Linked DNA regions of Anas platyrhynchos: region 1 is linked to region 2. A link is a contact called in public Hi-C data. All regions are on one chromosome and are shown on one strand. The core of a region is the stretch at or near the end of the contact, and the rest is flanking DNA. Distances in the headings are between cores, read along the strand shown.

Region 1 (6,590 bases), core at 787-3,286, 76 kb after region 2:
TTAGAAGGCAGTTCTGCTAAATGCTGACTTTCCACTGCATCCCAGCTGAATTAATTCCAAAGTTATAATCAGTAGCAAGAGAAGCTACAAAGAAGCAAGACTAAGCCATTTAACAGCACAGCTATTAGCAAAATAAGACAATAAAAATTCTGATCATCGCACCTTGCTTCTGAGCATCCTAGCTGAGTAAAATGCCCATTACAGCCAGAATGCAACGTTCCCAACAAAGTCGGGCTGCTGCTGTCTCAGAACCTTCACCAAATCATTGACTGGCCACAAATGAGGAAGCACCGAGAAACACAAACGAAACAAGCACAAGGGCACACCCTCCCCTTTGTTCATTGCAGGAATATTTACACTACAAAGCGTCCAAGCGAATTGCTTTTGGTTTCAGGCACTGCTGATTGGCCGCCGTGCCTAACACACACATGCCTGCGAGAGTTTGAGTTTCGACTGTCACGCAGCAGCCCTAGATTGCAGGCTCCGCATCAAACTAAGTAACCACACAGAGAAATGAGTTAATAGAAGTGTTCTCATTGAACTGAGCCTCCACAAAATATGCTCAGCGTGAGCAAGGCAGACTCACACTTTTGTTCCACTTTGACTCAGTGAAAGCTAAAAATGAGCTTTGTACTAATAGACAGCTCTCTGCACAGCCCCCTGCTCCAAGCAGAAAGCTGCACAGAGAAAGTTACTCTCGGTGTGTAGAGGCTCAGGGCTGGTACACGAGTTCAGCAACAGCTTTTTCAGCCACCACCTGACTCTCGCTCCCATTGCCATTCAATCACTGCGGTGGTTTCCTGCAGGCAACAACCACACACATCGCCCAGAGACGCCAAACATCTGATAATTTCCTCCTTTTGCTGGTAGTCCCAGCACAGACCGAGGGTCACAGAGCCCGAAGTTTGGTGGAAAGCCGCTCACAGGGCTGAGGACCCTCCTGCACCGGACTGCGGCTCTGAGGCTGGCGCTCTTCCCCACATACCTGAGGTGTTACGAAAAGCAGCCGAGGCAGCAGGTACATGAGCAGCAGTGCCGAGAAGTCCCATTACACCCAAACTTTGCCCATCCCAAACCTCCCCGCTCCTGCCCTGGGTGGCAGCACGGCCTCACAGCGCACCCAGGCCCTGACACCCTGACAGGACAGAGGCCCTCAGGGAGTCAGTCCCTGTGTGGTGACAGCCCCAAGGGGCTGCCCGACCCCCTTTAGTGCCCCCACACCCCTCAGGCTGCCCCCACACCCCTCAGGGTGCCCTCACAGCCCCCCCTCCGACCCCACAGCGGCGGCTGAGGCGACCACCACAGCCCCTCACAGGGCTGCGCGCCCCTCACCAAGCTGAGGGGTCACTTTAGGGGGTCTCCTCCCCCTGCACAGCCCCGGAGCCTCACTAAAAGCTCACAAAAAGCCCCCGGGACACCTCCAGGTGGGGCTCCCTCAGCCACCCCCCTCATGGCGCCCGCCCCACAGGGCTCCCCTCACGATGCCCACCGCCCCCCCGGGCAGGAATAGTAGGGTCCTGCCTCACTCGGACCCCCCCGCTTTGGGAATGGAACAGCCCGCAGCACCTCAGTCCCCTACGGGAGCCAGCTCCCGCCTCTTCCACCTCCCGACCCCGCCGGGGGGGTGCGCTCAGCGCGGTCCCCCCGCGGGGGAGGATGGTAGCACCCACCTCCCCCCCGGGCTCTCGAGGAACTTCAGTCCCACCCCGCTCGCCTCAACGGCGAGGTCCGCAGTTTTTCCCCCCCCCCGCCGCCCCGCGAATGGAAGCGTCCGCCCAGCGACCCCGCCGGGTCCACTTCGGGAAATGGGGGGGTGGGCGCGCAATGGCCGGCTCGCCCCTACCTTTGCTCTGCCTTACCTTTGCTCGCCGCCTTCCTTCTCCTTCTTCTCCCGGGGGCCTCCGTCCTTGCCTCCTCCTCCTTCTCCCGCTCCGCTGCCCCGGAGCTCGGCGGCCTCCGACCAGGAAGCGCCCCGGTGTGACACCGGCGGCCGCCGCTATGGAAACCCTGCCCGCCCCCGCCCCTCCCCTCCCCTCCCCGGCCGGCGCCGTCCCCTCAGGGCAGAGCCGGAGCCGCCGCCGCCATTTTGTGCTCGCAACGAGGCGCGGAGCTGCCCGGCCCCGGCCGCGCTCCCCGCTCCCTCTGCAGCCGTTTTGGGGTCCTCAGCGAAGCCCCCCTGGAAGCAGAGGGGTCGGGGAGGTCGGGTGGTGAATTGGGGTGGCCCTCGGCTGGGTTATTTGGGGGTTTCGGGGTGGGAAAGGTGGTGGGGTTATGGGGTTTGGCTCCAGGGTCAAGCCAGGACCTGCTCTGCCAGCACCGCTGCCTTGGTGTGGCACTGGGCGTGAGGAGGAATCTCAGAAATAAAGGTGGAAAACATGAAGCAGGACCACTGCCCTTCCATCTTACCAATTAGGCTGTGCTGCCCAAGTTACCAAGACCCTCATTTTTAAAACTCCATCCCTTTTTTGGTTCTCTCTGATGAGCCACTACCATGGGATACTGATAGGAAATACAGCTTTATGGGTGAATTCCACAAGCCCGTGCATAAAAGTAGAAAAAATTGATAACCTGATTGCACATTGCACCTCAGATCAAAAGAGAGATGGCTTTGATCTTAGAATCCCAGAATCATTAAGGCTGGAAAAGCCCTCCAAGATCACCTGGTCCAACCACCCCCCTACCACCACTGTCACCCACAAACCATGTCCCCAGGCAAAACGTCCAACCTCTCCTCGAACACCCCCAGGGACGGTGGCTCCACCACCTCCCTGGGCAACCCGTCCCAGTGCCTGACTGCTCTTTCTGAGCAGAAATGGCTCCTCATTGCCAACCCAACCCCTTCCTTAAGCAGCTTCCCATGCCGGAGTCCTCCCACTCAGGGCGTGCAGGCACCATATGCGTATGCATGCCGTGCTTTGCATGGGGCGCTCAGCTGAGTTACAAACAAAACCTGACGGGAAGAAGCAGAGAAATGTGACAGCTGCTTTACGCTCTGAGATGTCTCAAATGCCACAGTGAAGTGGTTACCGGAAAGAGGCTGGTTTGGAGCAAAAAGAAAGCGTTGCGGTGAAGAGGGAATTTGAAGTAGCAATAAAATATGATTTCACATTAGAAATACAGATTAAATAAACAGTAATTAAAATGTAGTACTAAAAGACATCCAGTAATGATACAAACAAAAGCGACACTTGGTAAATATTTTGAATGTTTTAAACAAACCAGTGTTTGTGTAATAGTTACATTTAAATGCTTTCTATTCAAATACTAACCAAGGAATTTAGCATAATCTACTAAAGACAAACTCTTTAAAATAAGCAGTTCCAGACAACTTGCACTATGAGTTGTGGGGGCTGGCACCTTCTGACATTAATTTTTACTAAAGTATGTAATACAAGAATATTTCACGACGAGCTGGAGAAAGCAGTGCTCCATTATTCCGAGGTAGATTAGATGAGCTGAGTAATTATTGACTGGCTAGCCTGAGATCACTAAATCTTTTCCACAGATATTAACATTTTTAATAGACTCTCTGTCCTCAGAGTTCTGTCTCATTCTGGAGGAAAAATAGCCTGAACAATGAAAGTAGGATCCCCTGAAATGGCAAATACCCATGCCAACACGTCATGGTCTCTGAGAATCTAGCAAATGTACAGAGCTGTGTATGTGCATTTGACATTCATTTTATGTAGAAGAAAATGTCTAAAAGTAGTAAGACAGTAGCAAGACAGTAGCAGGTTGGATCACTTTTGTCTAAATGTTTCCTCTCTTCTTGTGCTGAGGAGGTGTAATAGTAGAAAATATGAATCATTTATTGCTTTGCAGTACATTTCAGAAAGTAATAGCGATTAACTAGCCTGTCAGCATCCATAAATCCCAAGAGGGACACTGTGGTTGGATATGAGTCCTTTCAATTTAAAGTCTTAATTGTCTTTTTTAAAACTTTAGAAGCTGTTGGAATATAAAAACATGCTTAGCTTTCTTCAAGCTAGGGATTTGTTTCCTCCCCAAATGGCTAATTAGTTAAGATAAATGTCTTCCACAGGGAGCTCTCTACTTCATCGAAACCATCTCCTCTCTTTCATACATTCTCAAACTATATATCATCGGTTTTGTTTCCCATATGCTCATTGTTTCCTGTTGTAATACTACAACTAGGCTGTGGAACGGTTCTAAAATCGCAGCTTTCCAAGCGGCTGACAGTGATATCATACTTGTTTTATCACTACTCCCACATACGAATCCTGTGATAGCATTTCCAGCAATGCTCCATTTTTATTAGGGTTCTTTGTGAAGGTATATGCAATCGTTATTATTTATAATGCTGAAAAGTCTATGGGGCATTTCATGGACGTGCAAGAGGCATTGCCTGTGTCTCTGCTGTCTTTGCAGACTCCCATCTATGATACAGTCTGGATGTCTCCATTGAATTACATTCTGAGCTGGGGTATCTGTTCATGTCAGGGAACGTCCAGTTACCTACCTGAAAAGCTGACCTGCTCTGTGTTTAAGTTCAGATGCTGTACTAGCCACCTACATTCGTGACTGGAGTCACAGAAATAAAGATATTCACAAATTACCCCCCACAAATTAATGATTCATCTTGTCAAGACCGCACTTAAGATATAGGGCGTAAGATGCCAAGCACTCTGCATGGCCACTGACATTATTTGGCAGCAATACCATAAAGCCATAGATAAAAGAACAGAATAGTGGCATTCCCTTATAAAGTATCCTATTCCTTGTAACATCACAATCCATCCTACTGAACTTCAAAGGAATACAAGAATTCATAATGTAAAAAATACGAGATTTTCATCAGCAATTATTTCTCAATGTACCGTGCCCTTTGTTTTTTTTTTTAGCTATGAAGCTTATGAAACCCATTCTCTTCCATAAAACACCATTTACAAAAATTAAGCGTAACACAAAGCATATGTGTGGGATGATAGGAACCAACTGCAACATCTCATTGAGATAAATTTCTCTCTGTTAGTTACGCCTGCAGCCTGCCTTTGCTATATCAATGGATTCCTGGCTAAATCAGCCTGGTGAGATTCAAATCTTGCCTTGGGACAAGGGAATGAATTTGATGACCCATCCAAATTCCTTCCTGGGCTTCACAAGTCGTCAGAACATGCTCGGCTCTGCAGGCAGCGCGCGTATTGGTGCCACTTCAGGTGAGAAACTAAGTTCTCGCAGTGTGTCTGGGTAGCGATCAGACTCCAGATAGCACTACATCTTTTGCTGTCAACTGCCTCGACAATTCATTGATGGAGCTTTAATCCCCGACAGACCAAGTGTTCAGAATGCTGATGGCTTTGAAAATAAAGACGTAGGCTTTGAATTGGCAACTGAAGTCTAAAAGTCCATGAAAGTTTTGGAGCATAGTACTTTGCTATAGCGGCCTGTCCTTAAACACCTTTGGGCTAAAGTTACACGTTCATATAAGGACACAAGTGCTGCCCTGAAGAGAATGGCTTTTACTTTACAAAATTAGGTATTTTGCAGACTCAAAAGACAGCAGGTAGTAGGTTGGTCCTAAATTAATGTTAAAACCTGGTGTGGGACTGTTCCTATTCAATTTGTGTTTGTGCTGTATAGGTTTGGCTTAGCTTCTGTGGTGCAGGAACTCAACATATTTTCCGTAGCATATGGCATTTCCACTCCTGCCTACAGATCATTTTTAAGGCATGAGTTGATATTTTTTCTGTGTCAGTCAAAATATAAACCATTTATGCACAGCCACGTACCCCAGAGAGTGAGTGGCTCAGAAGCTCCTGCAGGTATCCAAACAAACCCAAACCTGTCTGTTAGTCTCAAATTCAAACAGTTCCCTGTTCAACCTTTGAGGCTCGTCACTTTTTAAAACCTACTCTCATCATTACAAAGGCTATCACTCAAAATATCTGATTTGATATGAAGTGCTTATAGGCCTATGAACAATAGGTGCCAGATGGCTATTCTTCCCAGTATCATGCAGTAAAGTGCATCAATATTTTATAAGATTAAACGTACTCAGCTGTTATGCCACCTGCTGCTTTTGCTTTTGTTTGTTTTCCCCCAAATGAAAGTTTTGGTGTCTGTGCTGCAGGTGTTACTTTCGGTCCATCACTTGCTTGATCTTGTCGTAGATGTTTACAGGAGCTTAGCACCAGCCCGCTCTGCAGCAATGACGCACGAGGCAGAGGTTTGTCTGTCCATGCGTGGCAGCATCAGCTCACCATCTTGTACTGAAAATCCTGAGAAAGAGGCGTATTAAATCAGGAGTGGAAGTTCTGATTCTAAGCAGGGGGGTTAGCCCTTAGCTGTAATTCTTCTGGCTGCCTAAAATACTGTTTTCCATTCCTTTTGGCTCTGATTGTTCACTTGCCCTCACCCAGTCCTATTGTCTCCCAGCTCTGATTTTGAGGATTTCATCGATTCGAGTCTCTCTTCCTGCTGCTGGTGGCTCCTGCCATGTGAATCAGGTTGGAAAGTACACAGTGCTTTCTGTCACTGCTCACAAGGGGCTATTTCCATCCCCTCTGTCTGTCAGGACAGATTTTCTTCATCTCCTTCCTTTATTTCCCCCCAATTTTCTGTCTCCTCTA
Region 2 (7,133 bases), core at 4,425-6,924:
AAGTAGCATTGTAAGAAAAACTTGGGAAAAAGATTACTTCTTCATAATTAAAATAATAATAATAATAAAAAAAAAAAAAAAAAAAGATGAATCTGCTAGCTTTTCAATAATATCCTGAAAAATATCAGTAGCTGCTTTTGGTATTTTTAAGAAAAGCAGAGTACAAGACATAGCTTCTAGTCTCAGAATCGAAGGCAGCATGCATGCATCATAGGTGGGGAACATTACAAGAAAAGTTCTTCCTCTGCTTCAGTTGGAGTATCTAATTTCTCTTCTTTTCATGGTAACAAGTATTCTTGCCTCCATCTCTCCCTCCAAAGCTCTTCCACGTTGCACAGAACAATTTACTACCCTGTTGTTTCACTAAGGGAGCAAGCTAAGTCTGCAGACAACTCATCCAGGCAGTGGCTGGGATGTGCCACAGCTGTCAGCAAAAGAGCAGCAGGAGCCCTCTGCAAAGCACAGCATCACCAGAAGTGTCAGAGCTCCAGTAGGAAATGCAAGTTTTGAGCCCTACTGAGGAGAAGAGGAATTTGGTTCCGGGAAGCTCGTATCCTGTGCATTAACCACCAGACAGCCAGAGCAGGATTTGTTCTGAAAACCTCCTCAGAGCACAGTGCTGGAAGCTCAGCCTCTCCAGGAAGATCTTCCCCAGCTAAAATTCTTCCATGCTTTCACTATTGAACAGTTTTAAGATGACCAAGAGTATATTTACAGCAAATAAATTATTCATATGATAGCCTCGACTTACTTTTCAAAGTGACTAAAAGCACTTAGCACTTAATGGCATACCCAACATAACCCAACTTCTGTCTTTATTCCCTGACCATTATTTGTAATCCAGTAGGTTCAAAGTAATTCTGGAACTAAAAACCCCAAAAGCAGTTTAAAGAGCATGAATGGATAATTCAATTACTTAAAAATTCACCCATAATTTCACATGGAAAGTCGTTTTACTCCTTTTATGTTCTGTTGTTGTCACTGTTCTCTTCTAACCCAGAAATGCTGGGTATTGGTAAGGAGCTGCCAGCGTAGTCAGGGATTTATCCCTGAACAGTTCTTTCATACTGGTCTCAAAATAAAAGCCCATCAAGATAGAAAGTGTTCTATTGAAAAGCAGATCCCATTCATACTATCAAAAAAAAAAAAAAAATCACTTCTCTTATTATGAATGCTGTGTTGCAGATGATTTACAGAAAAACAGACTTTTTCCTCCTGTAAGGGATAATAAGGCACAGGATGGCTTCCTATACTTTTTGCTTTGAAACTTACACAGTGAAACTCTCCTTTTAGCAAAGGATATCTTGGGATATCCTAAGATATCTCCGCTGGCAAGCATGAAAAGGTAAACATCAAGTGCCCCACAAAATACCCCACATTATGACTAATCAGTTTCCTTGGAGAGTTATTTAAGACAGTTTTCAGTGAACAGAAGACATCCTAGGCTGTTCAGTAAACCTAAGTTGCAAAAAATAAATAAAAAGGAAACCATAGAAGAAAATAAGATTAATAATAAAAAACCTCTCAGATCTTAGTAAGATTCTTTTGAGGTACTGCTGGCATAACTTTAAATATTAATTACTACAATATCCAGCATACAAATTAATTAAAAAAACATCCTCATGTTAAAATTCACAACCATTGAAAGAGGGTTGTATGGTTTCTGCAGAGTTCAGCTATTCCCATTTAAATGTATTCCCTCTTTTCAAGCTCACACTGATTTTCATTTTTTTTCCCTTCCTTCCCATTCTCAAGGTGTAATCAAATACAACTTCTGATACACACCAACTAACTGCAAGACGAGACAAGGCAAGGCTTCATCCACAAATTATTCTGCAGTCCTGTGAACGCAGGACACTATGTGGTCCTAGTTTTGAACCCACGGCACAAGCACAATGCAGTGCAACACACCATTACTGGGAATGATGAGCAGACACGATATTGTCCTTCGAAATTTCTTGCATTTGGAAAAAAAATGTGTATTTTTATAATCAGAAAATAAGACATCCTAATTTAAGGTTACATATTCATTTGGAAGCGATAACTAAAGAAAAAGCAGGCGTAACTTTACCTTTTCACTATTCTTGTATTTCTCCCAGCTTTTCAGCATCTTAAGCCATTTTGTAGTTCTTTCGATTTCAAGGTGCTTTTGCTGAAATGAAATCAGAATATGTTTTAAAATCTTTTCAAGATGAATACATTCAAAATTACTTATTTAATGTACTTTTTTTAATATTGAGAAAAAAATTATTATAGTATCATCAACTTCTGGTCTACTCACATCTAAGAACATCAACAAAGACTAACATCAGTTAAATTAAATTCCTCTTACAAAGCACTATTTTACATAGTGCTGACAACAAAGGTTTCTGCTGGTCTTTGTCTGCCTGTTTTTGGGGACGTTTTAAGTTCAAGATTTGTAGAAGTTTCTTCTCTACACCCTTTTGACAAATACAAAAAAAAAAAAAAAAAAAAACCTTGCTCCTATACTCAGTAATGTTTCAGGCTGCAATTTCTGCTGCAAGCATTTTAAGTTAGCTGGCTCTGAAATCAGAGCCTTCTTTAATCAAGACACAATTAGCTGTTTTAGTTCCTAGAGTTTCCTGGCACTTTGGCTTTTCACAGTCAAAAATCCATACTAAGTTAGTCTGGATGATAAGAAGAAGTACTATTTTTACAGCCCAGTTTTACACGCTGTAAAGAAGGCTACATCTCCCTAATTACTCTAGAAAGCTAACTATTAACTCTGATGTCTGTGGGGGAAGTGAGGTTGTTTTTTATGAAACTATTTCAACTGCTGCATAATGCCTTGGAGCTGAGGATTTTCCAGGAACAGTGAAAAAGCTGAAGCAGAAAACTTGTCTGTGGTTACTGCTTTCTCGTCAAACCTGAATATTCTGGGGTTTGGTAAAGCCCAGCTCCTCCACGTCAATTCTTGGTAAGACAGGAAGGATGTTCTGATTCATATGGTCAGCGATAAATCGATGTAAGAATATTCAGAGTAATTTCTGCAGGACACTGGAAACTTATTAATACTTTATATCTAAAGTGTGGGGGATAACATAAATGAAAACTATTACTTATAGTCTCAACTGAATTCTAAATGTACTTCTCGCTTTTACTGCTCATCAGATTTTATGTATTCTTTCTTGTCTACCAACACAATAAAATGGGAAAGGAATGTTTAATCCAGGATCACAAAGCCTTCAACTAACAGAACTGCAACTTGGTGACTGCTTAGATCCATCCCAACCCTGATTCAGTCCATAAAACATCTTGGAAATAAAGGGGTTTTGGTTTTGTGTTTTGTTGTTGCTATTTGAACAGTTACTTTTATTTCCACCCGTCCAACAGAAGTGTAAGTTAGGTGGAAATAATTGCTTCTACCATCTCAATCTTACGTATCTAGCTCTTCACGTTGCAATCAACTGCTCACATTCTTGTTCAGGCTCCATGCTGTATTTAGTAAAGTCTCAAGCACTTCTTATTTTTTCAAATAATATTTAAAGCCCTTTCTGAAGAGTTAGGTTAGAAGGAAACCGTACAAAAACTACTGCTTCCCAAATCTGATAGGTTTCACGTTATTGCTTCTGATTCTCTTCCACACTCTGAACCTCTGTACGAAATCAGCATTTTTAGCATATCAGAGGTAGATGGTCTCTAGGCGTAGTTTCCACTGCTCGAATAACACTGCTGTCAAGTTAGAAAAGGTCTCTGCCCTCAACAGGTTGTTTAGATAATTGGTAAGAAAAATAAAAATCTACCTGTTCCTACAGTCTTTTTGTTTGCATGTTTGATCTACTTTCAAGATTTTTGGTCTTTTGAGCCAGAAGCTCACTTCAATTGTATGTTTGTTCAAGCTTTTATGCCTTCTGTGTCAATTTATCCCAGTACTCAAGCAATGCTGCCGTACTCAAAATAGCAATTATTTTTTCTGTGTTCAGTTGTTGAGAACTTTTAGCTATTTTTTTTAAAGGCTGAATTATGTTCACTTTCATGTCTAGCAGGTGCGCCACCAAATACACGAATAGATCTGAAGCAGCTCATTGCAGAATAGAGGGCTGCTGCTGCTGCTCTTTTAGGCAAGTTCCATGTAGTTGTCACCAAAAAAAAAATCCATTTATCTCTCTTCTGAGTACGTTATCCACTTTGAAGCATTCTTGCCATAGGGAACAACAGAATCCCTGACTGAATAAGAAAAGGTTTCTCACTCTCGTGTCAGTAAATAATACACTAATGAGAACACGAAGCGTGAAGTTCTGCTGGCAAGCACTTTTGGCTGCATCTTTTGTGCAGCGCTCTTCCTTCCTCGATGGCAAGCGTGCTAGAGCTGAGCCTTACAGCAAGGCTGCAGCAGGAGCCTCAACAAAACCAGAACTCACTGGACCTGCTCTCTGATGTACAATCAAGTAAATCAAAGACAAAAAACCCACAGCACTGAAAATGCCTTACAAAGCATTTCATAGCACTTCATAAACAGTCTGACACAGACTCCAGATTTCCTGAGGTCAGTTCCCTGTCCGCCTTTCTCTTCTGGTTCATCTTTCCTCCCCTAGCTTTAGCTCAGATGTGCTGTGTGATTCACATGAAGATTAGTTCATAAAGCAGGACAATGGCTTGGCACATTTAAGTCATCAAATGCCCAGCGAGGTAAACAAAGCATCAAAGGTACACTGCATTCACAGCAATAACACCTATTCTAAAAGTATTACAGGCAAAAACATGAGCACAAACGTGTGCACAACCCCAGCTTCAGCTTGACGTTAGGATGTATATGAAGAATGGAGATTTAAAAGTCACAAGGATATGCACAACCCTTTAGCTAAGCTGCAAGTTAAATCAAAGCATGAGTTAGGAACTCATGTTTTCTGTGTTGTTTTTGTTTTGTTTTGGTTTTAATTCAAAGTTAAAGCAAAAAAAAAGCAAAAACTTTAACAGATATTGCACAGAAAGCTTCCAGTGTTAGCCTCTATCAACATGACACATTCATTGTCCTGTGAATGGTATTTGAAAATAGCAAAGCCTCAACCACCACTGATAGAAGGCAGATAAGCCTCAAACCAGCAGAGGTCAGGATATCATCAGGAGTACAACCAGGAGTCTAACACAGGAGCATTACTGCACGATTATAAAAAGAAACTAGGTTTGCAACTTAACATTGATTCAATAAATACAGTTTCTATGCTGACATTTTGTCTGAGACAGCATGAATAAAATATGGGACAAAGAACTGAGACACTGTTTTCACCCAATAATTTAAGGCTAACAACATAGTCACAGCGAAACAGAGCTTCAAAACACATGTACCACAATAATTGCAAGCTGTCTAATGTTTATGCTCATAGGCTCACCACCCTGCTGTGTCCTGATGGAAATGAAATTATATATAGTCTTACTGTGTTATTAAATGTAATGGAACATGGCAGGAAAATGCAACTTATTTCAGGCTGCGTGTGCAGAAATACACTTGAACTGCTGCAAAAACAAAAGGGACTCAGAAGTTCACTTCTGAGAAACACTTCTTGCTAGCCCCGTACTGATCCCCTTTTGGCTTCTCCACAGAAGCTCAAAGTACTTCACATATGGAAATGTTGCTCCAAGTCCTCAGAGCTGAGCTTCCTTAAGACAAGTCACTCCACCCCTCTTCCAAACACTAATGATTTGTGCAGCCAAGAGAGAGGACTAAACTTACAGCTTTCAGCGTTTCACAATGAGTTTTCTGGTGATACAGATCAGTACGAATCTGATCAAGTCCTAGAGATAAGAAGGGGACTGACAGAAAATGCCCACAGTATTGAAAGGCACACATCTACGCCCAGACAAGCAGATACTTGGTTCCCAATGATTTTAATAAAAGCTCAATAAAATCAAAAGGTCAGCTCCCAGACTTGTCCTCCAGCATCCTCCCACAGTGGGAGGCCTTTTGGACTGTGGCCTGCACTGCCTGTTGATGGGTCTTACACATACATCTACAACACCCCTGGCTTGTCAACTCAGTATTACAAGGCTGTAATCACGCTGCAGTGAGTGACATCCAGGTCACCCGTCACTGTTTCTATAGAAAAGCAAGCTGCACATGCCAGGGGAAGGCAGCAGATGCCTCAGCACCAGAGGTGCCACCTCACTTGGCCAAATCCCCTGGCCAGTGCAGCTGACGACAGCTGTGGCACTGCCATGATGCTGCTCACCTCGGACAAGTGCCTGCCAGCTGGGTCCCCGTCAGGGTCAGGGCAGGGCCGGGCAGGATTTGTTAAATAGCTCTGTTTACATAAATAAATAACGTAAATAGCTCGATCACATGATGGGTGAGGAAAATCTATGTCTTGCTGCAACTAGTAATGACATTATCGTGTGGGCCCCCAAGGGATCTGGAGGCTAGTTAACAAGGCCTCGAGGGACACAGGCCTTCTGGGACTTCCATCATGTTTCTCCAGGAATGCAAATCACTAAAACGTTTCATCTCCTAATTTCACAACAATTTATATTTTTAAAAAATCATGAATCTGTAAGAGTTCGCTTCCTAGTTAAAAAACTGGAGGACGCTGAACTTACCTTCTCTATTGCTGCATCGTGGACAGGAAGCTCTTCTGGACTGAAAACAAAGAAAAAAATTCACATTAATCTACAAAAAAAAAATCATTTTGTCCATGTCACATTACAAGTGATCTTCTATAATAGCAATATGTAGTAATGAACGAGTAAACAAGAAGTCTCAGCTTCAGACAGGTATGACATGGTACGCAGGAACCCTTGGAATTTAGTTTTTAAACACAATAAGATTCACGTTTTAAGTAAAAAAAATAAAATTAATATTGAAACTTCTAAATCAGAACACACTGCAGAACTTCAAGGGAAGAGGACTTTACCAGAACAATAATTAATCATAATCATAATAATTTTTCTGTTAAAGCACCCTGGGCTGTACTACTCAACCTGAAACCAGAATTTTCTTTAAACATACACAGCCATTTTAAATTAAAAGTTGTTTTAATGAAAATTTTTCAAACCATTGCATATTTTGTGTGCAGCTTTATTTTTTAGAAATCCAGCTATTCCCAAACCTGAGAATCTGAACTCCATTCCGTGCATTTTTAACCTAAACAGCTTCATTTACTTGACCATATAATTAAAAT

The links. A called contact is a pair of places that touch in the nucleus more often than the background predicts.
Region 1: a Hi-C map of subcutaneous adipose tissue shows a contact between it and region 2, with 2.4 times the contacts expected there. The contact joins the promoter of USP6NL here to the enhancer-like site in region 2. A contact is called at or near these places in 6 of 8 Hi-C or Micro-C datasets (F1 follicle, F5 follicle, liver and 2 more).

What each region holds. Positions count from the first base shown.
Region 1 is chr1:6,460,137-6,466,726 of IASCAAS_PekinDuck_T2T, forward strand. USP6NL (USP6 N-terminal like) reads right to left here and starts at 2,037. Exons shown (of 15, transcript XM_027460736.3): 1 at 1,860-2,037.
Region 2 is chr1:6,380,282-6,387,414 of IASCAAS_PekinDuck_T2T, forward strand. It overlaps USP6NL (USP6 N-terminal like), which reads right to left. Exons shown (of 15, transcript XM_027460736.3): 5 at 6,553-6,592; 6 at 2,072-2,152. Among named protein-coding and RNA genes, the nearest start is that of USP6NL, 78 kb to the right of the region's middle. Within about 2 kb of position 5,675, at least 1 of the 8 cell types and tissues checked has an H3K27ac peak or open chromatin away from gene starts, as enhancers often do. A contact at or near this core is called in subcutaneous adipose tissue, where this site is marked.